Regions from separate parts of the Mus musculus genome. Here all the other regions are linked to region 3. The links are chromatin contacts, called in public Micro-C and promoter capture Hi-C maps. All regions are on one chromosome and are shown on one strand. Each heading gives the region's core, a stretch centred on a gene start, on an enhancer-like site or on the middle of the called end of the contact. The rest is flanking DNA. Distances are from core to core; before and after follow the strand shown.

Region 1 (3,453 bases), core at 228-2,727, 1.3 Mb after region 3:
TAAATAGCAGAGCTGTCCGGATTGAACCCAGGGCTTTGGCTCCCTAGACCGATGTCCTTCCAATTATTGGAACTGTCCCAGCTCAGAGGTCCCATTGTCCTGTTGATCAGTGCCACACACTACTGAACACTTAATTGTTTCCTGTGTTAATCTTGTCCCCAGACATTGTGAGATTCTTGAGAGCAGGAGCCTCTGTTTCATGTGAAGCAACTCCATAAATATTTACCAGGCTGATTGATTAAGAAAGCAATCTCGTGGCTGCAAAACCCCACCTGTTCTCTCCCAAGATGGAAACCAGAATTTTGGAACTGCTGAGGCTTCGGGGTCTGGGAAGCAGAGCCAGGCAAAGAATAGAGTGCACTGTCCTTTTGCAATATGGGATTGCCTGCCTGCTGGCTGCTCTCCTGCTCTCTCAGATGGGTGGCTGGGGCTACTTCAGCAGGACGAGGAATAATCATGTCCAGGTGGCTGCCCTTCCACAACAGAAAGGGACAGACAACGCGGCGATGAAATTGTTATTGTTTTCTACAGAGTGTGCAAAGTGTGCAAAGGGAGGGAGGCTGTGCAGAACGAGGAAGCAAACGCTAGACAGCTGACCCATTTGGTTCTATGTATGCCCGTGGAGGGGACCTTCTAAAAGGGTTTATGCAGCAAGCACCCCCATATTTGAAACCTTGTCCAAAATCCTAATCAAATTCACTTCCAAAGCACAACCGGGCATACATTTAGTTCCTAAAGGAGTTCTCGGTGGAAACGGTCCATGCTTTTTCTTTCTCCGTGGAAAAGGACTGGGTCCAGACTGCTCTTATCCTCTTTCCCCTGGTGCTCAAATAAATAGTGTTCTCTGCTTAGACCTCCCTTTCCCTCCTTCTTCTGCAATCTCAGCGCCTAGCCCAAATCTGTTTTCTTCATTGTAACCTCAGCTTCACCGCAATTAATTTTTTCCCCCTCTGGTCACAAGATAATTCCTGACGCCAGTGAGTCTGGAGGTCAGACGAGCAGCAAATTGGGGAACAAGGCGGCACTAATTCCTTACAAGTTTCCCTTGAAAATTCTTGAGAGAGAGAGGAGAGAGAGATCTTTAGTTGTTCAAGGGATTTATGACCTCAGAGCTGTGGGTTCGAACCAGTATTGGGGGGAGGGGACCTCAGAGAACTTGGGCGCCTCCAGAAAAGGCATATTCTTAAAAGTTAATGGTTTTAAGTGATTTTTTTTTTTTTTTCAAATCTGTGCTGGCTCAAGAGCCCCGCCTCTCCTCGGTATCAGCGCTTCCTCATTCCTCGCATCCGAGGCTCCGCTGTCCTCGGCGTCAGACCAGCCTAAGGAAGCCTGTTAGCAATTTAAACCCACTGTGAACGCCCAGGACCGGGGAGGCGGTGCCCAGGGCGGGCGGGGGTGGACCCTTGGCGGTCTGTTTTGAATAAGGGGGTGTGTCCTAGAGAGGACTCTATAAGAGTCGGCCGCTGCAGGCGTGCGCGCACTGTTTGCTGCTTTAGGTGTCTCTTTTCCTCCCTCTCTATCTCTACTCTCCAACATGAAGGCGCTGAGCCCGGTGCGCGGCTGCTACGAGGCGGTGTGCTGCCTGTCGGAACGTAGCCTGGCCATTGCGCGAGGCCGCGGTAAGAGCCCGTCGACCGAGGAGCCTCTTAGCCTCTTGGACGACATGAACCACTGCTACTCGCGCCTGCGGGAACTGGTGCCGGGAGTCCCGCGAGGCACTCAGCTTAGCCAGGTGGAAATCCTGCAGCGTGTCATAGACTACATCCTCGACCTTCAGGTGGTCCTGGCAGAGCCGGCGCCTGGACCCCCGGACGGTCCGCATCTCCCGATCCAGGTGCGAGAGGGAGCCAGACCAGGCTGCTCTGAGCGTGCGGGCAGGGATGCTGCGGGTCTTCCCTATCGCGTCCCCGAGTCCCTTGGCTAACTCGTCTCCTAACCTTCTTTCACAGACAGCTGAGCTCACTCCGGAACTTGTGATCTCCAAGGACAAGAGGAGCTTTTGCCACTGACCCGGTCGTCCTGGCACCTCCCGGTAAGCTTTCTCCTGGCGCGGGCGAGGAGGGAGGCTTGCATGGGAAATCCTGCCTTTGACAGAACATTGTAAGGCTTAGGGTTCAGTCGGTTTAGGGAAAAAGCCAAGCCACTGAAAGGCAAAAGCCTTATCTATAATCAGTTAGAATAAACGACAGAACCTATGTCAATATCACGTGCATTCCTTAGACACGCTGTCCCTTCTCATCCCGGGTGGCCAGAGCCCAGGGCAAGTGGGCGCGCGGGTCGCACCAAATGAGCCTTGGAGTAAAGGAAGCCCTCCCCCCTTTCCACTAGTGTTATTTCTAAGCGGGAGGGGGAGTGGTGACTCCGCCTGTGGTCCTTTGGCGCCAACTGGGTGGAGGCAGTGTGGGGAGCGGAGTTATCAGCTGGAGGTAGAGACCGAGTTTCCTCCCTGGCGCCGGCCAGTCTGCGGCATCCTCCGCCTGGGCGCGCTCGGCGGAAACTGACGGCTCCCTCGCTCTTCTCTCCTCCCCCGCCCAGAACGCAGGTGCTGGCGCCCGTTCCGCTTGGGACCCTGGGACTCTGGGACCCTCTCTCCAGCCGGAAGCCTGAGGGCATGGATGAGCTTCGATCTTAACCCAGCCCTCTTCACTTACCCTGAACTCAACGCCTCGAGGCTGGACCTGGAGCCCGAGAGAAGGACTGAACTTGGGTGGCCTGAAGAGCTAGCACACGCTGGTCAGCAGCTGGGCAACGTCACTCTGTCCCCACCCTGACTCAAGTCTAAAAGACTGGCTTTTCCGAGAATGGGGTGTCGAGAGGGTGTGGGGGGATGCGAGTGGCTGCCCTGCGCACTCTGCCAAGGCAGCATAAGAGCTGTTCTTCTGGTTTCCTTGGAGAAAAGCTCTGCTGCCCTGATTATGAACTCTATAATAGAGTATATAGCTTTTGTACCTTTTTTACAGGAAGGTGACTTTCTGTAATCATGTGATGTATATTAAACTTTTTATAAAAGTTAACATTTTGCATAATAAACCATTTTTGAACACTTTGTGTATGACATCTTGCGCCACCTCCTAGGAGCTTGGGGCGGGCAGATTTGCATACCCTTTTAGGGACGAGAAAGTTCCCAGCTGAAGCTGAGGGCTAGGGTGGCTTGGTTAGTAGGAAGGGCTGGGGTTGGGAATCCCCAAAAACATTGGAGGTTGAAAGCAAGGATCTATGATCCTACTCTCAATTACAGGAGCCTCTCCTACAGCCGGCAAGTCTGAGACCGAATCTTTTTATTTCTTCAATTCCTTGAAACTTGGCAGCAGCTCTTAGATGGATGCCGCAAATGATTGGGCGAACCTTCCTGGCGGCTCGGGGTCAAGTGTGGGGATGAACTATTTCGTATTTAAATAAACTGCCTCCATTAACTTCATGCTTTCTGGTCTGCCTTCCCCCCAGACTTCCAAA
Region 2 (3,631 bases), core at 27-2,526, 1.4 Mb before region 3:
CAGGAGAGTATTATGCCTGGACCTCAAACGCTTTCATCAGTAGCCTCGGGGATCTAGAGTTCAGAGACAACTCAGTCAAAGATCTCATTTTTATTTCCCTCGTTTTGTGGCACCAGAGGTTGAAGCCTGGGTCTCCGGCACACTAGGCGAGCAATTGGTCAGCGCTTTATATCTCCAGCCTGTTGATGTTGTTGTTGACAGGGTCTCACTGTATATCCCCGGCTGACCCAGAACTCAACAGGCAGACAAGGATAACTGAACGTCTTATCCTCCTGCCCACACCACTGGAATGCTGGGGTTACACATCTGGTGGAACACACGGGGCCTCCTCCAGGGGTTTTTAGAGTGGCCTGAGGCTGGGGCCGGCTTTCAGAAAGAAGAAATGTGTGTTCTGGTTTGAGGCAGGTCAAGCTGTGCCCTGACAGAAACTGGGGTATAGTAGCTGTTTCTAAGTCCTGGATTCTTCTTCCCTGTCTTTTAATCCTTAGTCTGCCTTTTAGGAAAATGGAAGGCTACAGAATTTGCTATATTATTATTACGAGAATGACAAGAAAAAAATACTGCGGCGATGAACAGGGCGATTCGATTTCGATTCTCCCTCCTGCCCATGACACATATATTTAAAATCTGAAAAGGAGGAGGGGATAAGATTCAAAAGTAGCAATAAGCCTCGGCCTCTATGATCTGTAGAGAGAAAGAGAAAAAAAATAGTAATATCCATCCCAGAAAAACCCTGGGTGGGCCCAGATGGAGCAAAGAGCTACATAGATCTTTAAACCTCCATCAGGACCATAACTGACACTCACATGCTACATGATGATGGGTAATAACGCCCTCTCTCTAAGCAGATTTCACCTCACCTAAGATGGAACAGGTACGCCAGGCATGCGGTAATTCGAAGGGCCAATCAAAGGAATAAATTAGAAAGCGGCCGGGCCGCCTTGTCAACACGGCAACATTACTCTACACAGACCTCCCTCGACTTCTGCCGCTGGAGGGCGCTGTCCCTCTAAGTCCCGGCAGGCTCGGGCCAATCGCAAGCAGCAGCTTCTTTAAAGACCAAAGGAGGGAATTCGGTCCGAGAGAGGGGGCGGGGAAGGGGCGTGCCTTTCAGCCAATCAGAAACTCCTGAGAGCCAGCGATTCCCTTGCAAAACTGTGTTGGCCCGTGATAGGGGGAGGGACAAGAGGAGGGCATCTCCTGCTGTGTGACAGCTGTGCTGACCAATGGGCGTGCGGCCCGCGGCCTATAAGTGTCAGCTGGGCCCGAGCCGCCTGGCTCTAAGATCTGTTAGTCCTCCCTGCCGTCGGGGGTGTTCCCTGGGTTTGCCTCGCCGCCGCCGGGTCCCCGCACCCCGCCTTGGCCCGTGCACAGCCACTCTCCCTGCCCTCCTCGCCTTCACCATTCCCGGGTTTCTGCCGTCCAGGCACCGGGGCCGGGTGAATGATGCCGTCGGAGAGTGGAGCTGAGAGCCTGGAGCAGCCAGCTGCGCAGGTGGGGACCGGTGCAGCCTCGGCAGTGGCCACGGCTGGGGCGGCCGGCGGCGGCCCGGACCCGGAGGCCTCCTCGGCCTCCCTGGGACGGCACCAGAGTCGGCTGAGCTGGCCACAGGTGAAGCGGCTGGACGCGCTGCTGAAAGAGCCGATCCCCATTCACGGACGAGGCAACTTCCCCACGCTGAGCGTGCAGCCCCAGCAGATCGTGCAGGTGAGGGGGACCCTGGCAGGGTCGGGGGTGGGGTGGTGCTCTGCTGCAAGGTACCTGGAGTCTATGACTGGCCGGGAAGCTAGGGAAACTAAGAAACAGGAACCCGACTACTAGTTCAGCTCTTCCTGCACCCTGCTGAGCTTGCCTGCTTGCCGTTCTGGGGACCTCTTATTCCCTTGGGAACCACTCACCAAGACCCTGGCTGGGAAATGGGGTGGAGATGGAGGAGGCACTAGATGGGACATCGCCCTGGCAGTCGCCAGTGAGGAGGGTGTGTACCTGGTTCCAGAATAGCTTTTCTTCTTCTACCTCACATCCTTGGACCTCCTGCACCCTCAGGGTTCTAGGGCACTCTGCCCTTGTGTTCCCACAACCCTTAGCTCAAGAAGCCTTGGCTAGGTGAAACAGCCCAGAAATTCCTGGGAAAGCTCCCAACCTCCCACGTGTTGCGGCCAGACCGGAGACCTCACCCCTTTGAAGATAGCATCAAATTTCCATTTTAGGGGTTCCTTCTCCCTTAAGGCTAGAATGAAGGCCGGCCCAAGGTTCAGACCCCAAAACACTATCTCCCTCCTGAGGATCAGATTCTGGCAGCTGCCCCCCTCCCCCATCAAACTACAGCTCTTTTAACCTAACCCTGCAAGACCCCAAACTTGCTCTTTCTGCATACAGCCCGAGCACTGTGGAATTCTGAAATACCAGAGGATGCCCGTTCTTATACCCCATTCTAACTGAGGCCTCGGGTGGGAGGGTGAGCTACCTACCAAAGGCTATCCAGTGAGGTGGAGGTCAGGTTCAGGGAGGGAGTCCTGGAGCTCCCCAGGAACAGATGGTATCTGATCAACAGTTCCTCTCCCCCCCCATCCCCATCCCACCCCACTCCCCAGATTCCCAAACTCAACATCTAGTCCTGAAGTCCCTGTATAATGAAACCCAGAAAAGTTAGCTAGTGCTAGTTCCTGTGTGTTCCTGTCAATCATGGTCTTTCCACACAAGCCAGGTAAAGCTGGGCTTTATCATTCCCCACCCCCTTACTACAGCCTTCCACAGAGAGGGAGGGTGGCTGTTGGGGGACGGTCAGTCTTGCCCTCCCTCCCTAGGAACGGGGAATGAGGTGGAGGGTGTGGGGATGGATTCTCGAGGGCTGACTCACTGGCTGTCCCAGTGGGGCTGGCTATGGCATTCCATGCTCCCCTGACGTTGCCTGGATTATTAGTAAATGGCTTCAGCTTGTTTTGTTTTGAGATTAGGGTCCTCCTATGTTTTGTCCAGGCACCTATGAAACTCAAATGATCCTCCTGCCCCCAGCTTCCTCTGTAGCTGGGACTACAGGTGTGTCGCTACCCTTATGCTGGTTTTTCTCTGGAAGGAAACCCCCAGAATTCCAGGCAGGATGGGAAGGAAATGGGGGCACTCAGAGTGACTAGGCCTCTCTGCAGGGACAGGTATCCGAACTTGAGCAGGAATGTGACTGGGTACCCACCTCGGTCCCCCAGTCATGTGAGGGGAGTGAGTCTGTGGGAGCCAATTGCACGGCACAGTCCTCCTGAGCTGGTCATCCCAGAACAGGGAGCTGTTAGCTGTGGAGTGGAGAGGTGGCAGAGGCCTCCTGTAAAGTCCATTGTTTCTTCCTTCTATTGGGCTCAGTGGCCCCATCTGTCCAATGGATGTGGGTTTGACTACTCAGCAGTATCCTTTCTGGTTCCAGACTCCCAAGGGACCATGCGCCTTCACCTGCCTATGCAGCCAATCTGTCTTCTGGTGGGGATCCGCAGCTGACGGCTCTTAAAGCTGTTGGGATGTGGGGGGGGGGAGCTGCAGGAGGGAGATATGGGGGAGAGGAAGGAGCCTGCTAGGGCTTCTCACAAGTGCTAAGTTGTCTCTGCTGTCAAGAATGGAAGCCTTCTGCCTCTGCGCCCAACAA
Region 3 (3,305 bases), core at 145-2,644:
TTACTCCTTTTAAACTTGAAGAATCCCCCTTCATGGTTAGGTAAGTCACCTGCCTGTGGAGGGCAGCCACTTCACACGTGTAAACAACCGCATGTGTAAGGTGTACAGCTATGCTACAACTTGGATGTCATCAGCTACCGCCTGTATTTTTCTCCAAGATTCACAGCAAGACCTAAACCGTAAGGCGCCAAGAGGACTCAAGTAAAGCCTTCAACCGCATGCTGAGCACTCTCTGTCGTAAACTAATTACTTCGCCTCGGAAATAGGCATTTCCAGAAAATAACCTCCGCACACAAATTGGGCTTGGGGAAGCTGTGACAGTCACCGAAATGCCCCATGAACCTGTTGTCCTTCTGTCCAGGAGAAGTGGATTCAATTTCTATTTAAAGGGACACCACTTTCCTTCATGAACAGAGGATTTAAAAAAAAAAAAAAAATCCCCAAACCTGAGTTGGGCGAGAATCCCTGCAAAATATCTGCTTGCAATTGTCAGAATGTTTGCTGAGGAACTGAGAAAAGCCGCGGTCTGGAGCGGTGTCACCGGCACGATCTGGGGGTATCAGCCTTGGGCGCTCCGAGCCAAGGTGGGGACCCCGTGAGGCAGCAGAGCGCAGAAGAGTAGCCGGCGTGGCCCCGCCCCGAGCCCGAGGGTCCCGCGCCCCTGGCAGCTCCTAACTTTGGCGGCTCGCTCGCCCGGCCGCACGCGTCCACGAGCCTCGGGCAGCCAACCCCCGAGCCCAGCGTGACCCGGGCTCGGTAGGGGACCGAGCGCACAGCCTGCTGGGGACCCCCGGGCTTCTGGGCTCCGGGCCGCGGGGGTGCCGCCCCTCCCCCCGACACACCACCGCCAACGGCGGCCCCGTGGCTCCCGCCCGCGCCCGCCGCGCCCTCCGCCTGGCCCTCGCCACACCCCGTGGCCCGGGGCGGACCCTCGGCTGGCTGGCTGGCCCGGCGCTCCGCGGGCGGCGCGCCTCAGGAGAGCCCCCGGCGCGGGCATGCGGCCTAGTCGGGGGGTTACATAACGGGGCCGGGCCCCTTCCGAGCGGCGCCCGGGACCCGCTGGCCCACGCCCGGCACCGCCGCTCACCTGCCGTAGATACCCTCGGTGATCCGGTTCCGCTTCAGGGGGCGGCGGAGCTTACTGCAGTCGGCGTTCCGCCGCTTCATCCTCCCGCTGGGGGGCCGGTGCCCGAGCCGCGCCGCCGCCGCCGCCTCTCACCTCAGCCGCCGTCGCCCGCCCGCCCCGCGTCGGGCCTGAATCCTACCCCTGCGGCCGGTCACACAGACATGGAGCCAGCACCGGGGGGGAGGGGGCCAGGAGGGGGGCGCCGAGCCTCCTCCGCCTTCGGAAACAAAGAAATGACAATTCCGGGGCCCGCCCGCCCCGCACCAGCCAGCCGCCCGCCCCGCCTCCTTTGCCGCGACGGACGGCCCGCATAGCCAATCGAAGGCGCCGCCGCGCCGCGCACGGCCAATCCCGGTGCCCGCTGAGGCAACACGGACCCTTAAGCCCGCCTTTTTGAAGGACAGAAGGACACACCAATCAGGATAAGGCCTAGACGCGTGGCCGGGCCTATCAGAAAAGAGTTAAATAGAGGCTTATAAATAGGCCCTATAAATATAACATCCTATATTATGCCTTGTTGCGAAGGTACGCTTCGCGGTTATTGGGCTGCGTCTCGCCGTGGGGAGGCCCACGTCGGCGTACACCGTGTGGCGCGGCGCCGCGGGCTCCCGCCTGGCGTGTGAGAACCGAACGGCGTGGTGCGCTGCGTGTGGGGACCTTGCGCTGACATGTGCTTCAGTCAGCCGCGTCCTTATGTAAGAGGGCGTCCCGGGAGCGCCGCCGCGGCCCCTTCTGCGGGCAGCCGAGCACGCAGCCATACCGGCCGCGTCAGCCGGGCCACGAATGACAAAGCAAACCACACACACATACACACACACTCACACACACCCTGCCAGCTTCCCGCGACGTGGTGACAGCGCGCCGACCAATCGGAGGTGGTGGGGCGGGGCCTGTGCGGGTCCGCCCCTGGTTCGCGTCACCAGAGAGGGGCGGCCCCTCGGGTGCGCGCGACGCCGCGCGGGGCTGCCGGGGGCGTGTGCGGCGGCGTGGCCGGGCTCCACGTCCGCAGGTTTGCGCAGGCTGAGGGTTCCGCGGGCTCCTCCCCGGCCTCAGAGGCTGCGTGAGGCGGTCGTTTGCTCTTTCCGCCCACTAGCTCTGTAGCTTACCGGTGAGGGCGGAACGGCAAAAAGACAAGTGAGATGCTCAGCGGGGAAACGCGTTTGCTGCCAAGTCTGAGGACCGAGTTCGAACCCGGGAATCCACGTGGTGGGCGGATAGAAGGAACTCCTACAAGTTGCCGCCTGACCTCCCACACGCACGCCCACACAAACACAGTTCCTAAATAAGTTTGGTTTTGGTTTTTAAGCGGCAAAGACTACCGGGCGTTGTTGGTGGCGCACCACTTTGATCCCAGCACTGCAGAGGCATGTGGATCGCTGAGCTCGAGGCCAGCTTGGTCTACGAAGTGAAGACCGCCAAGGCTGTAACATGTACCAACAATTTATATAAACAAACAAATAATAAATAAATAAATAAATAAATAAATAGCAAAACCGGGGAAGTGTGGGAAAGTAGCCATAGGAAGCAAATCACTGGTGGCTCCTGACTACTGGCAGAAGCATTTTAGTGTATGTCTTACACAATTTTCTTGCTTAGTTGTTATTATTTCTATAAAATAGAATCGAGCACATAGTAGACATTTGGTTTCATATCAGAGTCTTCGTTTTACGTGTTGTTACAACCTTTTATAAAGATTTCTTTAAGAGGTTGCAGAATGCCCTAGCAAGTGGCATTGCCACCTCACCCCCTCAGTAACTAGAGTCCCCAGTCATCTAGCACACTTTTACTTTTTTATATGTCCAGTAACTCGATGCCATCTTGATTTGCCCTGGGACCACAGGCACCTCTCCTGGCCAGTGGTCACCCATCTTAGTCAACATCACTCCAAAGCTCTTAAGTTCCCATCAGTGCCTTCAAAGATTTCCCTGGTACCTGGAAGGGAAACCCAGTGTTGATGGTACCCAGAGTCTTAGCATGGGAACTTACTCTCCTCTTGTGAGCCACTCAAGCAAGCAATCCTTTTGAGTTGGTTGGTTGGTTTGAGACAAGGTTTCTTGCTTTGCCTTGGCTGACCTGTAACTTGGTCTATACACCAGGATCATATTTCTCTCTCTCTCTCTCTCTCTCTCTCTCTCTCTCTCTCTCTCTCTCTCTCTCTCTCTCTGTGTGTGTGTGTGTG
Region 4 (3,690 bases), core at 416-2,915, 1.4 Mb after region 3:
CCATAAATAACTGGGCATTGGGAACAGAACACTCTAATAAAAGCATGGCCGGGAATCTTATTTGGAAAAAAAAAATTCCCCAAGTCCTTCAGTGTGTGTGGATGTATCTGTAAAACAAAAGAAAAGTCCCTTTTCCCAGCCTAGGCAGAGAAGTCTCCCGTTCAGTCAGAGACAACAGGCGTCTGGGCATCAAGCCAAGGTTTGGGGATATTTATAACTTGAAGAGGGTGGGAGTCCCTAATAAGCTGCTATATTCTTTTTCCATCACTTCCCTCTCCAAGGCTACAGCAAGCTGGGAGCTCTTCCCCACACAGAATCCCTGTTTTGCTTAGCCCTCGCCTTCCATTGTCTAATTCCTTCATCCCCGCTAGGGAAAGGAAAGGCTACAAGTCCTTCCATTTGGAGGATTCTGAGTGAATGCAGCATAGCCAACGCTGATGTTTCTTGGCCAGCTGTTGTGGCCTCGGAGATCTGTTTATGAGATTGTTGTTTCCCGGAGCTATAGAACAGTCTCTGCAGTCTTGAAGCTTTGTGCTCATCCTACAACCAAACCCTGCCCTTTGCCTGTTAATCCATGGATTCGGATTTCTATTCATGGCCCTGAGATCTCTGGAATCTGCTGGTGATATCTAGAACCTTTCTGAACGTCAGGCCTCTTTAGATCTCTGAGGAGCCAGCGACCACAGACCAGGAGGTAAGCCTGTCCGTTCTGTCCTAATCTGGTTTTGTGATTTCTTTGAAACAGAGACTACTAGCATCCTTAGGACTCCAGGTTGTCGCAGGCCTAAGGTTTTCATGATGTTGGGAGGTCTCCAAGATTCCTTTCAGCAGAGACACCCTCAAGAGTACCAAGTCCCTGAGTCTCCCACTCCAGGGCCAGCTATTTCCCTACACACCCTACCCCACCCCCCCGCTTCTGATTTCAATGTTTTGGCGACTTAGATGGGTGCACTTGAGCTCCGTCTCTATAAAAGAGCTCGAGACGCTCCCTACAGGGTTAACGTTGGAACACCCTGGGCCGGGCCGCGGACAGCACTCCAGCACCGGACAGGGGACGCGAGGCCTCGTGGGATATGTAGTCTGGGGTGGGTTGTGACTGCCGGAAGGCCTACTGGGAGTTGTAGTTCTCAGTATCCAGAAAGCGAGAGCTTCAGGCGGTGTTGGGAGTCCGTGGGCGGGGCCCAAAGTTCCATCCCGGCCAGGGAGTCTCCCAAGGGAGGGAAAAGAAGCCTTTTCCCGCTCTGGCCTGGGCTGTCAAATGAGGGGTGATCTCAGCTGAGGTCAGCCCGAGCTTCCACACTCAATCTAACCTCGCGGATAATATATGACTCAAAGATGGTCGTAGGGCCATGAGAAAAAAAAAAAAACACAGACGCTTCCTTTGCTGAGTCGTGCTGTGGTTTCCGAGAAAAAAGTATGTGTGGGGGTATTCTCACTGGTCTTGAAGGTCGCGGTCCTGTCTCTTCCCTTTTGTTCTTTTCCCTCCCCTGCTCTTGGCTGCTAAGTGGCCTTTGTACGCCAGAGTGAAACTCCAAGTCCCGTCAGGCCGCGAGGTGCGCGCACGCGTGATGGAGCTACCCGGCCACGCCGCAGGAGGAGGGCTGATGGTTTGGCTTCTGATTGGTCAGATATTTTACGATTTCTTTTCGCTGATTGGCTGGGATTGCTGCCGGAAAGGTCCCAGCCCGGAGATGGCAGAGCAGAGGCGTTCTATGGGCTGGGTTGAAAGCCTCCTCCCTTGAATTGCATCGGCCTGACCCCCCAGCCTAGGGGGCACCCAGCCAGTGCCTGCCCTCTCCTACCCTAACGTTGCACGTACTCGATATTAACCGAGACACGGAGAGTGGGTGACTCTTCGGGAGTCAGAGAGGAGAGTGACCAGTCCTGGGCCTTCCCCTCATACCCTGCGACCAGAACTCCAGCCCTAGGGAGTAGTGGGCAGGGCCTCTTGCCGCGCCTCACGTCCTGCTTTTCGCCTCCTTCAACGTTGTCTGCTAGCTGGTTTTCCTGCTCTCTCTCTCCCAGGAGACGAACGCTTGAGCCCGAGATGGCAGCCACCCTGCTCATGTCTGGGACTCAGGTAAGCCCCGAGGGCTCTGCTTACCCATCTTGCCCGGTGTTTCCCCGTCTGCAAACCCCTATAGGAAATTCCCTGGGATAAGCTCATTTTGCTATTCTGCTTAGTATACGGGCTTCGAGTTGGCTAATATAACCATATACAAGCATATATAGAACACCCACTGTAAGACTAAATACTGAGGAGAATAAAACCAAACAAGATGGGTGGTACCCTTCTTGCCAACAATCTGTAGGGAGAACGGTGTGTCCGGTTAACCTGGATGCGATATGGTAAGTATTCTGTTGGCCTGAGCAAGGACGTATTGTGGTGTGGGAAATAGTAAGTCGAGGAGTGGTTAATTCTAGATGTGGTGTCCAAGGATGGAGCGAAGAGTGATAAAGGGTGGGGAGAAACAGAACAGCAGTTGGCTCTAGAACTGGGCCATAAAGACGAGAATTTCACTGGTCTAAGAAAAGGAGAGCCTTGTATGTAAGGGTCCAAAGTGGGCAGGGACGGCCTGAGCGGGAAGCTAGTAGATTGCCCCTGTCTTTTGACCACATGTCTTTTTTTCTTCTTTCTTTATTATTTTTTTTTTCCTTCGGACTCTACAGATGAGACTTAATGCCACTGCCTTCTCGACATTTCTAACCATGTCTCTAATTTCAAGAAGAAAAGCTGGTTCTAAACTCCTAGATACCAAGTAGTGAGGAAGCGTTGTGTGATTTCAGGCCCCTGTGACATTTGAAGATATGGCCATGTACCTCACTCGGGAAGAATGGAGACCTCTGGATCCTACACAGAGAGATCTTTACAGGGATGTGATGCAGGAGAATTACGGAAATGTTGTCTCACTGGGTGAGTGAGGACTTTTATCTTGTCTTACCTCTTAGGGGTTTTGAAACTGTCAGAACGGCTTAGGTCTTTTCGATACAGCCTTGTTTGTTGTTAAGGAAAACCACACGGTTAGTTACCTGCTTTGGTGCTCATTCAAATCTTTAAGTGTGGGAAGATCCGTGTTTCCCAGTCTTAAATGAAAAGTAAAGTTTCTGCCGTTTCCGAGACTCTGAGGATTCTCGTGCCCTGAGTCATTAGCGGCTCTGTGGCCTGTTTGTACAGATTACTGACCAAACAGGTCTTACACTCTGGTGCTCGCCAGGACATAAATGCCCTATAAATGGTGCTTTTTCTCTGGGGCGCTGGAAGATGAGGGCTCTGAGGTGGGTTCACAGGAGGACAGAAACCTCCCTTCTATGTTTGTTTTGGCTCCATAGCTGCAGCGTTGCTTCAGGTACTTTAGGTCGGTTCTTGTCTAGAGATCTTTCAGAGGCGATCATCCTTCAAGTGTGTCTTCTTTCTTTTTCCTTTTATTATGTGTAAGTACACTGTAGCTGTCTTCAGATGCACCAGAAGAGGGCATCAGATTTCATTACGGATGGTTGTGAGCCACCATATGGCTGCTGGGATTTAAACTCAGGACCTTCAGAAGAGCAGCCAGTGCTTTTAACTGCTGAGCCATCTCTCCAGCCCCAGTCTTGTTTCAGAAGAACCACTGAATAGTCAGCTCACAGATCCTATTCAGAGGAGAAGTCGTGAGGCTGCAGATGCAGCTCGGTTGGTAGAGCGCTTGCTTA
Region 5 (3,509 bases), core at 797-3,296, 1.3 Mb before region 3:
CCACCTTAATCCATGGACCCGATGCAGGGAAAAGGGGTGAGAAAAGCCACCAATCTCTGAGCGCCCCAAGCTCAGGACTTAAAATTCCACCAATCCTACATCTGGAAATCTCTGCCCTGCTAAAGCACCTCCACTAAGCAAGCCCATATAAGCTCTGCCCTTTGTCCAGTCCTCGCCCAGGAGCAGAGGGCAGCCATTTCTGGATTCAGCCCTCCACATGCTGGACCCTCCAATACATCTCTTTCATGAGATTTGGTGCCTGGTGTGACTCTCTCGTCGCAAGAAGCCATGAAGACAAAAAGTAAAGATGTGGACTGGGGCTGAGGCTCCTGAGCGCCTGAGTTCAGTTGGGGATCCCCTTCCCTCGGAGCTGCAATGCTTCTGCTGAGGAAGAGACTTCCTCTCAGAGCCGTAAGGTCCCTGGGCTCCCATGCCCCAGGATGCCCTTCCACTGGGTACCATTCCCCTTGAGTTCTAGGATTACCCTTTCATCTGAGCAGAAACACCTACACCCACCATCAACCATCAACTGTATAAAAATTCTTAGAGAGGGGTGCGATCTCATGAGCCTTCCCCCTCCTCCATGACAGGAAATTGAAGGGCCTACTTTTGGGCAGAGTTGCACTCGCTATGAATTTAAAAATGGATCCAGGGCTGGTGAGATGGCTCAGTGGGTAAGAGCACCCGACTGCTCTTCCGAAGGTCCAAAGTTCAAATCCCAGCAACCACATGGTGGCTCACAACCACCCGTAATGAGATCTGATGCCCTCTTCTGGAGTGTCTGAAGACAGCTACAGTGTACTTACATATAGTAAATAAATAAATCTTTATAAAAAAAAAATGGATCCAGAGGCTCCAACGCCCTCCTCTGGCCTTCCTGAACACTGCACACAATCACAAGAGCTATACTGTTTGTTTGTGAGGGACTCAACGCCTTGTACGGAGGTCGTCCGAAGCTGGCAATATGGTTTTCGCCTATGATCTCTGGGAATAGTTTTCGATGTCTATGCATGTATTTGTACATTTAAAAAAAAATCTTTTTGAGGGCTGGAGAGATGGCTCAGCGGTTAAGAGTACCAACTGCTCTTCTGAAGGTCGGGAGTTCAAATCCCAACAACTGCTTTGCAACCATCCGTAATGAGATCTGATGCCCTCTTCTGGTGTGTCTGAAGACAGCTACAGTGTACTTACATATAATAAATAAATAAATCTAAAACAAACAAACAAAAAAACCAAACCAAACCAAAAAAAATTTTTTTTTCCCTCGAGACTTCTCTGTGTAGCCCTGGCTGTCCTGGAACTCACTCTGTAGACCAGGCTGGCCTCGAACTCAGAAATCCGCCTGCCTCTGTCTCCTGAGTGCTGGGATTAAAGGCGTGAGCCACCACCGCCCGGTTTGTTACAGATAATTTTATGTGCATGAGAATTTTGCCTGCATGTATGTATGTGCAACACGTATGTGCCTCTAGAGGTCAGAAGAGGGTGTCCAATCTCATGAAACGAGTTACGTATGGGAGAGTTCCCTCGTACGTGGGTGCTGGGAATCCAATCCAAGTATTCTGTAAGAGCAGCGAAAGCTCTTAATTGCCGGGGCATCTCTTCATCTCCCCCGTCCCGCGCCCTGAGAAAGGCTCTCTCGACATAGCCCCGTCTCAGTCACTATGTTGACCAGGCTGGTCTTGAACTCACGCACACCTGCTTGCCTCTAACTCTCAAGTGCCGGGTTTAAAGGCGTGAGGCACCACGCCCGGCTGGGTTGGTACTGTAGAGTCCAGTTTTGCATCAGACCTCCGCCACCTCCCGCTCAGCATCCCGGTGCTCTACACTGGTTCCTCCTTAGAGCCTCTCACACGCTGGACCAGCTATCACTGAGCTACAGCCCAGCCCATCGCACGAGTTTTCCATCTTCTGTGGAGCTGGAAACACAGATTCGGCCCAAGAGCAATTAAAACGAAACTTCAAGTACCAAACGGTCACCGATGCCACATTGACCAAACTCCAGCATCCGAGACGTGGTGCTCTCGCGAGAGTGGACGCCAAGCAATCATGTGACAGGCCAAGATGGCGTCGCCCAGGGAGCTGGACGAAGAGTCGCCGGTTTACCTGGTGGTGAGCGGGATCCCTGCCGTGTTACGCTCGGCTCAGTTACGGAGCTACTTTAGCCAGTTCCGGGAACAGCGCGGCGGAGGCTTCCTGTGCTTCCACTACCGGCACCGGCCCGAGAGGGGCCCTCCGCAGGCGAGTCCCGAGGCGGCCCGGGCTGGCCCGGACCCCGCCGCTGAGGATCCGGTTCTCGCCCAGGCTCCGGCCTCCGATGCCCGCGCTGTCCGCGCCCGGGGCTCTGCGGCAGCCCAGACCCGCACCTGCTGCTGCGTCGTCTCGGTGAGGGGAGCGGCGCAAGCCCAGCGGCTGCTTCGCATGTACTCCGGTCGCCGGTGGCTGGACTCTCAGGGGACCTGGCTTCCCGGTCGCTGTCTCATCCGCAGGCTTAGGCTTCCCACCGAGGTTTCAGGTAAGGGGGAGAGAATGGACCGGACGCACGGCCCTTGGAAAAGAGGCGCATTGCCTGGGTGGTTAAGATAGGTTATCACTGTTTAGAGCTTAAGTTAGTTCTGGACAAAGCTACAAGTTTTCAGCCCAATCTGCATGTTTTTACTCAAGGACTTACAAGGCAAAACAGACAAAACAACTGAGATCTGTATAGATAAGTTTCAAATGTATCCCCTCTTAAGGACCATTTCCCTAAGGGTGGTGATTTTTGTACTGACATGATTTCTTAAAAAGGATATTTGGAGCCCGGTGCGCTAAGGCACGCCTTTGATCCCAGCTCTCAGGCGGCAGAGGCAGGAGGATCTCTGAGCGAGCGAATTCCAGGACAGCCAGTGCTACACAGAGGAACCATATCTTGAAATGCACAAAGGAAACTTGGTTTCTTCTAATCTAACCTAGCGACTGGAAGACAGGCTCTGCAGAGGAAAGAGCTGGGGGCAGCAGAGAGGGGCTGGGCACAAGTGTGTCCATTGGGGAAAAGGAAGCCAGGTGTTTTAAAATGCCAGATGGAGAGGTTTAAATAAATTATTTTGAAACAGTTCATCCTAAAGAGTCATTAGCAATAGTGGTGGTATATATGCCTTTAGTTCTAGTGCCTGGGAAGTAGAGGCAGATGGATCTCTGTAGTTCTAGCCTGGCTTGGTCTACAAAGTGAGTTCCAGGACAGCCAAGACTATCTAGCTCTGACCCTGTCTCAAAAGTTAAAAAAATAACATACAAAACAAAAATGAAAAACTGGTATCAGCTCAAAGTTAAACAGTTTCATAGAAAGAGGTGTGTGTGTGTGCGTGTGTGCGTGTGCGCGTGTGCACACACACTCGAGTGCATATGCCGGCTATGGTTTAAGCAGAATCTTTAGGAGCAATGTCTTATCAAGACATACAGCATGAGCTGCCTCTCTATGTGTGTGTCTCTCTCATGTAATCTATGCTGGCCTCAAACTCTATGAAAGTTCCAAT
Region 6 (3,398 bases), core at 879-3,378, 1.3 Mb after region 3:
GTATGGTGTGGGGATCAGGAAGCGCCAGAGTGAAGTGCATGTGGTAGGGTCTTGCTACAGACCAGTGGCCATCATTTCTACTGTCCTGTGAACGAGAGGGAAGATCTTGGCCCCAGGCCGAGTAGCAGCTTTCTCTGTATTGGGTGGTTGAGGGAATGGAGGTTCCGAGAGGTGGCCCCACAGCTGACCTGCCCAGGGCTGTTCAGCTAGGACGTAGTGGGCAGGACTTTGTGAGGGATCCCTAGACTTTCTGATTTCAAATCTCACTCACTATTGCCTCTCTTTGCCGGACACACAAGCAAGTCGTAACACTTATTATCCACCTTCTGCATGCCAAGCCAGGCCTCATTCAGAGAGAGACTTGACTGAGAGCATTGAAAAAAACTTAGATAGAAAGCAATGATTTACAAGGCAAGAAAGCCAAGTCTTGCTTGAGGCAAACCACAATAAACGTTCAAAGAGTAAAGGCCTTCAGGGTGAGAGAGGGCAAACAGGCAGGGAAGGCTTCCGGGAGGAGGAGAAGTTTAAGCTGGGACTTAAGGGACCAGTGAAATAGCAGACTATTTTTTGTTTGTTTGTTTATTTGTTTATTGGTTTTTCAAGACAGTATAACCCTGGCTGTCCTGGAACTCACTCAGTAGACCAGGCTGTCTTTGAACTCAGAAATCTACCTGCCTCTGCCTCTCACATGCTGGCATTAAAGTCATGTGTCACCACCTCTTGGTGGTCTACTGTAGACTAAAGAGGCCTGTGTATTCCAGATCAAGTCTGATATAGCAACAGCTGTCGATTCTCATGGACCAAGCTCTGTGCCGAAGGCTTTGCATATACTGTGCCATGAGATTTCTCTGTGACTCCGACATAAGGAATGAGAGAGAGAGAGAAAAAAAAAAAAGACCCAGAGAATGGAGAAGAAATCTTGTCAAACAGCTTTCACAAAAGGGTTAGGGGACTGGATGTGAATTAAGAATGTCGAAGAGAAAGCCTGGGCTACCTGGTTTGTGATGATCTGATCAGGTCTTAACACGGGGACTCAGCCCACCCCCCCTCCTGTTGTGGTAAAATAATTGTTTAGGCCGGTCAATGGTGGCGCACGCCTTTAACCCCAGTGCTTGGAAGGCAGAGGCAGGTGGATTTCTGAGTTTGAGGCCAGCCTGGTCTACAAAGTGAGTTCCAGGACAGCCAGGGCTACACCGAGAAACCCTGTCTCACAAAAACAAAAACAAAAACAAAAACAAACAAACAAAAATTTGTGTAGAAGAAACCTGGAGGTGTTTGATTCAGGAAGGAAGAGTGCTGGGTCCTGTTGGGGAAAATGACCTGACAAACTCTGGACCCTCACCCACGCTGTGCCTGTCAAGGGCGGGGCAGAGTTTGGGAGAGTGGAAAGGAGCTCTTTACTAGAACAAAGACTCCCGACCTGGACTGTCCTACATTTGACTGCCAATTCTCAGATCAGCGAATCTGTGAATGACCCGAGGCACAATATCCCGCCCCTCCGACTCCCTGGTCTTACCCATCCCACTTCTCCGGATTGATGGGATAAATTAAACAACATAACATATATAATGGTCTAATCTTAGTGTACTGTACGGGCGTACAGTAGGCGCTCAATAGAGGTTAGTTTTTTTCCTGAAGAAAAACATAAAAGGGAGGCGCCACCCTTCCCTGCCCCTCTGCCAATTAAAGCCTGGAGGAACAGGTTCCTGGGTTTCATTTGAAGAGAAAGAGGACATATTGGTTATATTAATTAATATATTAATAAATGATTTAACCTAACTAAGCAACAAAGCGAAAACAAAAGGTTTTGTGGCCAGGGAAATGCACTTGAGGGTCAAGACTCAGGTCCCGACTCTGACTCTCTTTCAATGTTTGGCCCCACCCCCAAGGAAAAGAGGTCCGCTCCTCAGCGCTCTTCGCTGTACTGTTGGTCCTTATGCTGGGTGTTCCAGATGCACCTCCTGCCTCAGTTTCGCCTACTGTTACAAGAGGACGCTGAAGTCAGCAGATGTCGCGGCCCCTTTAAGCCACTAAGCTCCTGTCGTAATCGCTGTTTCTTAGACTAAGCCTTTCCGGGGGTGGGTGGGTGGGAGGAGCCTATATATATTGTAGCAGCCAATCGAGGCGCGGCATTTTCCGCGGGAGATCCGAATTTGGCGGCATATAGTTTGGCGCTAAAAAAAAAAAAAAAGAAAAAAAAAAGAAAAAGAAAGAAAAAAGAAGAAAGAAAAGAAAAAGGAGTCCAAGCAAGGGACGGGAACTAGAGGGGTGAACGCAGAGCTCAGCAGGGCGCACAGGACACCCTTCGCGGGTCAGAGCACACGAGTGTCCGCGGGGTCCGTGGGCATTCCGGGACGCTTTCACGCACGGGCGCGACTCCGGACGCCCAGATATTCGGGGCACGAGCCGGACCGGGCCAACTCCTGGCAGTGCCACCTGTGCCACGCGATCTCCGAGTGGCGATCTCCGAGCTCGGCAGCGCTGGGCGGCGGGCCAGGAGGGGAGGGTCCGGCCTTGCCCGGCGGGCGTCCATTGGCGGCTGCTCCCGGCGTCCGCGGTGCAGCCGGCTGCAAAGCCCGCAGGTGCCCCGCGCGCGCGCGCCAGACCCGAGTGGGTAGGGGGCGCCGCACTCGCCATGCTGCGCGCGCCGCGGACCCTGGCTCCGGCCACGGCGCAACCTACAAAGAGCTTGCCGGCGCTGAACCCCACCGAGCTGTGGCCTTCGGGTCTGAGCAGCCCCCAGCTCTGCCCGGCCACCACCGCCACCACCTACTACACTTCGCTTTACACGCAGACGGTGCCTTCCTCTGTGGCGCTGGGCACCTGCCTCGACGCCACTCCCCACGGACCCGAGGGCCAAATTGTGCGATGTGCACCCGCAGGCCGGCTGCCGGTAATGCTGGGGGACCCCCTGTACTTCCCGTATACGTGTCTGGGTGGGGAAAAAGGAGAGAGGGTGCTTGGGACGCCCTACGGCTTGATTACAGCTGGTTGAGGTGGGGAAGCGGGACTGGCAGTAGAGAGAACCCTTTCATTTTCCGACTCCGTGAAGTAATCTCGCCTGCTGTCGCGGACTGCAATGAGCACTGGTCAGGGGAGCCTGGAGACCTAGCCCAGTGCCCCTAGCGCCTGCGTGACCTTGAGGAAGCTTCCAAGGCATCGACGATGCTTAAGTTCATTCATTCTTTCATTGTTTACGCCAGAACCAACACCTGCTTTTTCAGGCCAGGGGCTTGGCCTGTGGGATTTCCTGGTGACTTTAAATCCGCATAGGTCTCCCAGGTCTCTGGTCCAGCCTGGTATCTGGACCAGAGTTGTCTAGCCAGCTCCTTCTCAAGTGTTGTCCTCAGGTCCTCCCCACAGCCTGCTCATCGTCCGAAATAGCCAGTAGCAATGCA
Region 7 (3,586 bases), core at 409-2,908, 1.3 Mb before region 3:
GGAGCCCGTCTCCTCGGGGACTTGGGGGCCTGGCTTTGGGTAAACTTGTCACTCTCTGACCCTCAGGTGCTTACAGAATGTAATATCTGGGTTTTCTACCTCTACCAGCTCATCTGCTACACACCCACTGTGTGAACTAGGTCTGGCCATTTAACATCACCTATGGGTTATTTGGGGGTTATTATATTTGTGGGTCTTACTATATATCCCTGATTGGCTTAGAAGTTGCTATACAGACCAGGCTAACCTCTAACTTGTAGCAATTTTCCTGCCTCTTCCTCCCCAGTGCTAGGACTCCAGTCACGCACCATCTTATCCTGACCAGCAAGATGAATCACTGGGTAAAATTGACTGCCTCAAAATCCTAGCAACTCAACCCTAAAAACCCAGATACTGGTGGCAGGAATAAACTGGCCCCTTAAAACTGTCCTGTCACAAACACTACTACTACTACTAATAATAATAATAATAATAATAATAATAATAAATTTCTTTGGTTTTGTTTTTTTTCTGAGACAAGGCTTCTCCGTGTAGCCCAAGCTGTACTAGAACCCATTCTGTAGACTAGGCTGGCCTCAAATTCAAAGATCCACCTGCCTCTGGCTCCTGAGTGCTGGGATTAAAGCAACACCCGGCTCCAAATAATTTTTTAAAGCAAGAAACCCTCAACAAATTCCCCAAATGCAAAGCCTAGTCTCTTCCGTGTCTGCATCCCCAGGACCCAGTCTTATTATGTGTCTGGTACACGACAATGACAAGTACTTAGGTGCTAGGCAGGGTGGCCCATATCCAAGTTCCCGCACTCTGAAGACAGAGGAAGAATAACCCTGATTTGGAAGTCACTTGGTCTATATAGCAAGTTCTGCGTAAGCCAGGGATATAGAGCAAGACCCTGACTCAAGAAAAAAAAACAACAGGAACTGATATTCCTAAGCTTCACCTCACAGACGAGGTAACTGAGGATAAACCAGGAGGGAGCTTAACCTACAGGTCTCCGGCTCACTTCCTCAGTCAGTATACTTTCAAGTATAAAGAGACCACGTGCTAACCGCCCCCCCGGGCTCTCACTACCCTACACAGTATTGATAGGCAGGCTCCACTTTGGGTAAGATGCAGATCATATCGAGAAGAGTCGGCCCAGAGATGCTCTAAAGAGTAACCACCATTAGGGATGCTCTACACAGTAACCATTAAAATGAAAGCAGAAACACCCGTGGAGCGCAGAGTGGGTGCGGAAGCTCTGGGGTCACTCTGGGACAACGAAAACTGCTCTTGGGGGCTAAGTGCAGGGCGCTGACGGCGTTGGAGCGAGACTTCACTCGCGGGCTGGGCAGACCGGAAGCTGGGACGCGGGGACCCGGGGACCCGCGCGGCCGGGGTGGGGGAGGTCTCGGCCGACCGCGGAGAAGGGCTGCGGCGCGGGCCACGTCGTTTACCTCCTGCACGCCGCCCTCGTGCTGCTGCGCCATGGCCAGCAGCATGCCGTCGAAGCGCTCCTCCTCCTGCTCCCCTCCCATCGTGCTGCGCCCCGAGCTCCGCACTCGCGTTCTGCGATGCCCGCGCTCCCCACGGTTCGCGCGGGCCCAACGGCTCCCCTCGCTAGCCTTCCGCAGCGGAGCCGGAAACACGCAGGAGCCGCCCGGCCGTGCGGGTTCGCCCTTCCCGGCTTTCTTCCCGCCTCCCCGCCCATCGGTGCCCATTGAGCTCCCGGAACACAACCCGCTTCTCTGGCCATTGGCTAAGCCGAGGAGCAAATCAACAGTCGCGGTCCCAAGGCAGTGGGCGGGGCTCGCTGCCGCAGAGTTTGGCTTGAGTTGCTATGGTCACCAGATACCTGGGAGCTTTCTAGAAAGCTCTGAGCTCACATCTTAATAGGGCTGGAAGTTTTGATCAAGTGATACTGTTAGCCTTCTCCTCCTACAAGCCGCAGTTAAGACTCAGGAAGAAAGCACTCACCAAAGGGTCAACCTACTAGACGTTTAAGAAAAGAGCACAAAACTGTAGTTTGAGTAGAACAGTTTTACAAACTGTTTGCACTAGGATTAATGCTCTTTCATTACTGTCTGAAAATCCTTAGTTTTTCTGTTTTTTTGTTTGTTTGTTTTGTCGTTGCTGTTGACGGCAGAGGTGATGGCTTGTTTTGTTTTGTTGAGACATGCCCCGTGTATCCAAGGCAAAGACAAACTTGTGTTCCTGGCCTGCCTGCCTTCACTTCCAAGCACTGAGATTGCATGCAGGCTTGTATAGCCTGAAGATTCCCCACCGCCGGCGCGTACATTTATTTATTACTTTGTAAACCTGAGAGTGCTATACTGTTACAAGATTATTACATTAACTTTTCCAGAGAGCCTGGCTATCTCACACCTTGGAATAGGAACTCTTAAGGGTTGAACGTCACTCCCAAAGAGCAGGTTCCTTCTATCAGATTGAGGTCTCTGAGAGCTGGTCTGGGTCATCTCCATGTTAGAAGCTGTGCTGATTAATTTTATATCAACTTGACATTAGAGTCAGCAGAGAGGAGGGTGCCACAATTGAGAAAATGCATCCTTAAGATCCTTCTGTAGGCAAACCTGTAGGGTGTTTTCTTAATTAGTGATTGATGGAGAAGGTCAGCCCACAGTGGGTGGGGCTATCTGTGGGCTAGTGGTCTTGAGTTCTATAAGGAAGCAACACCTTCTATGATCTCTGCATCAGCTCCTGCCTCCAGGTTCCTACCCTGTTTGAGTTTCTATTCTTACTTTCTTCAAAGATGGACTAATATGTGGAAATGTAAGCCAAATAAACCTTTTTCTCCCCAATCTGTTTTTGGTCATAGTATTTCATCACAGCAAAAGAAACCCTAGTACAAGCCAGGCAGTGGTGGCAGGTGCCTTTAATCCCAGCACTTGGGAGGCAGAGACAGGTGGATTTCTGAGTTCGAGGCCAGCCTGGTCTACAGAGTGAGTTCCAGGACAGCCAGGGCTATACAGAGAAACCCTGTCTCAAAAAAAAAGAAAAGAAAAAAGAAAAGAAGGAGGAGGAGAAGAAAAAGAAAAGAAAAGAAAAAAGAAGAGAAGAGAAGAGAAGAGAGAGAAGAGAAGAGAAGAGAAGAGAAGAGAAGAGAAGAGAAGAGAAGAGAAGAGAAGAGAAGAGAAGAGAAGAGAAGAGAAGAGAAGAGAAGAGAAGAGAAGAGAAGAGAAGAGAAGAGAAGAGAAGAGAAGAGAAGAGAAGAGAAGAGAAGAGAAGAGAAGAGAAACCCTAATACAGAAGGCCTGGACTTCTCTGAGCAAATGGCTTGCTTTCAGACTCTGGGCTATAGTAATCCTAGTCCTAGCCTTCTCTCACTCTTCAGGTATCTTTTCCCTCAGTTTTCTCTTCCTGAATAGGATTGACAGCAACAACCATGATGTCAGTCTGTCCTCAGGAAGGGCCCGAGTGCGCCAAGGGCGTTACATCCTCAAACACCACTTTGACCCTGCAGACAATAAGGAAAAGCACTGTCAAAGTAGAGTTTCTGTCAAGCTTAAAAAATAAGAAACTTAGCCAGGCAGTAGTGGCACATGCCTTTAATCCCAACACTCTGGAGGCAGAGGCAGGTAGATCTGAG

Evidence for each region. Promoter capture Hi-C pulls out the DNA fragments that hold promoters and counts their contacts. Hi-C and Micro-C count contacts between places; a contact is called where the count stands out from the background.
Region 1: a promoter capture Hi-C map of pre-B cells shows a contact between it and region 3, with 4 times the contacts expected there. The contact joins the promoter of Id3 here to the promoter of Maco1 in region 3. A contact is called at or near these places in 2 of 39 promoter capture datasets (hippocampal neurons and pre-B cells).
Region 2: a contact with region 3 is called in a promoter capture Hi-C map of pre-B cells, with 2.9 times the contacts expected there. The contact joins the promoter of Tent5b here to the promoter of Maco1 in region 3. A contact is called at or near these places in 2 of 39 promoter capture datasets (liver and pre-B cells).
Region 4: a Micro-C map of embryonic stem cells shows a contact between it and region 3, with 17 times the contacts expected there. The contact joins the promoter of Zfp46 here to the promoter of Maco1 in region 3. A contact is called at or near these places in 2 of 39 promoter capture datasets (hippocampal neurons and pre-B cells) and 1 of 484 Hi-C or Micro-C datasets (embryonic stem cells).
Region 5: a contact with region 3 is called in a promoter capture Hi-C map of pre-B cells, with 6 times the contacts expected there. The contact joins the promoter of Gpatch3 here to the promoter of Maco1 in region 3. A contact is called at or near these places in 3 of 39 promoter capture datasets (liver and pre-B cells) and 1 of 9 other capture datasets (adipose tissue).
Region 6: a promoter capture Hi-C map of hippocampal neurons shows a contact between it and region 3, with 5 times the contacts expected there. The contact joins the promoter of E2f2 here to the promoter of Maco1 in region 3.
Region 7: a contact with region 3 is called in a promoter capture Hi-C map of pre-B cells, with 5 times the contacts expected there. The contact joins the promoter of Nudc here to the promoter of Maco1 in region 3. A contact is called at or near these places in 5 of 39 promoter capture datasets (hippocampal neurons, liver, neutrophils and 1 more) and 1 of 115 datasets of contacts at active chromatin or transcription factors (pancreatic cancer cells).

What each region holds. Positions count from the first base shown.
Region 1 is chr4:136,142,345-136,145,797 of GRCm38.p6, forward strand. Id3 (inhibitor of DNA binding 3) reads left to right here and starts at 1,478. Exons shown (of 3, transcript NM_008321.2): 1 at 1,478-1,834; 2 at 1,950-2,032; 3 at 2,536-3,048. The coding sequence starts at 1,535. The coding sequence ends at 2,009.
Region 2 is chr4:133,478,857-133,482,487 of GRCm38.p6, forward strand. Tent5b (terminal nucleotidyltransferase 5B) reads left to right here and starts at 1,277. Exons shown (of 2, transcript NM_175307.6): 1 at 1,277-1,707. The coding sequence starts at 1,444. It overlaps Gm13257 (a long non-coding RNA gene), which reads right to left. Exons shown (of 3, transcript XR_390815.4): 3 at 2,621-3,631.
Region 3 is chr4:134,851,951-134,855,255 of GRCm38.p6, forward strand. It overlaps Maco1 (macoilin 1), which reads right to left and starts at 1,395. Exons shown (of 11, transcript NM_025382.6): 1 at 1,088-1,395. The coding sequence starts at 1,167.
Region 4 is chr4:136,284,402-136,288,091 of GRCm38.p6, forward strand. It overlaps Zfp46 (zinc finger protein 46), which reads left to right and starts at 1,666. Exons shown (of 3, transcript NM_009557.4): 1 at 1,666-2,080; 2 at 2,671-2,914. The coding sequence starts at 2,809.
Region 5 is chr4:133,572,699-133,576,207 of GRCm38.p6, forward strand. Gpatch3 (G patch domain containing 3) reads left to right here and starts at 2,047. Exons shown (of 7, transcript NM_172876.2): 1 at 2,047-2,512. The coding sequence starts at 2,062.
Region 6 is chr4:136,170,146-136,173,543 of GRCm38.p6, forward strand. E2f2 (E2F transcription factor 2) reads left to right here and starts at 2,129. Exons shown (of 7, transcript NM_177733.7): 1 at 2,129-2,893. The coding sequence starts at 2,636.
Region 7 is chr4:133,544,369-133,547,954 of GRCm38.p6, forward strand. It overlaps Nudc (nudC nuclear distribution protein), which reads right to left and starts at 1,659. Exons shown (of 8, transcript NM_010948.3): 1 at 1,437-1,659. The coding sequence starts at 1,517.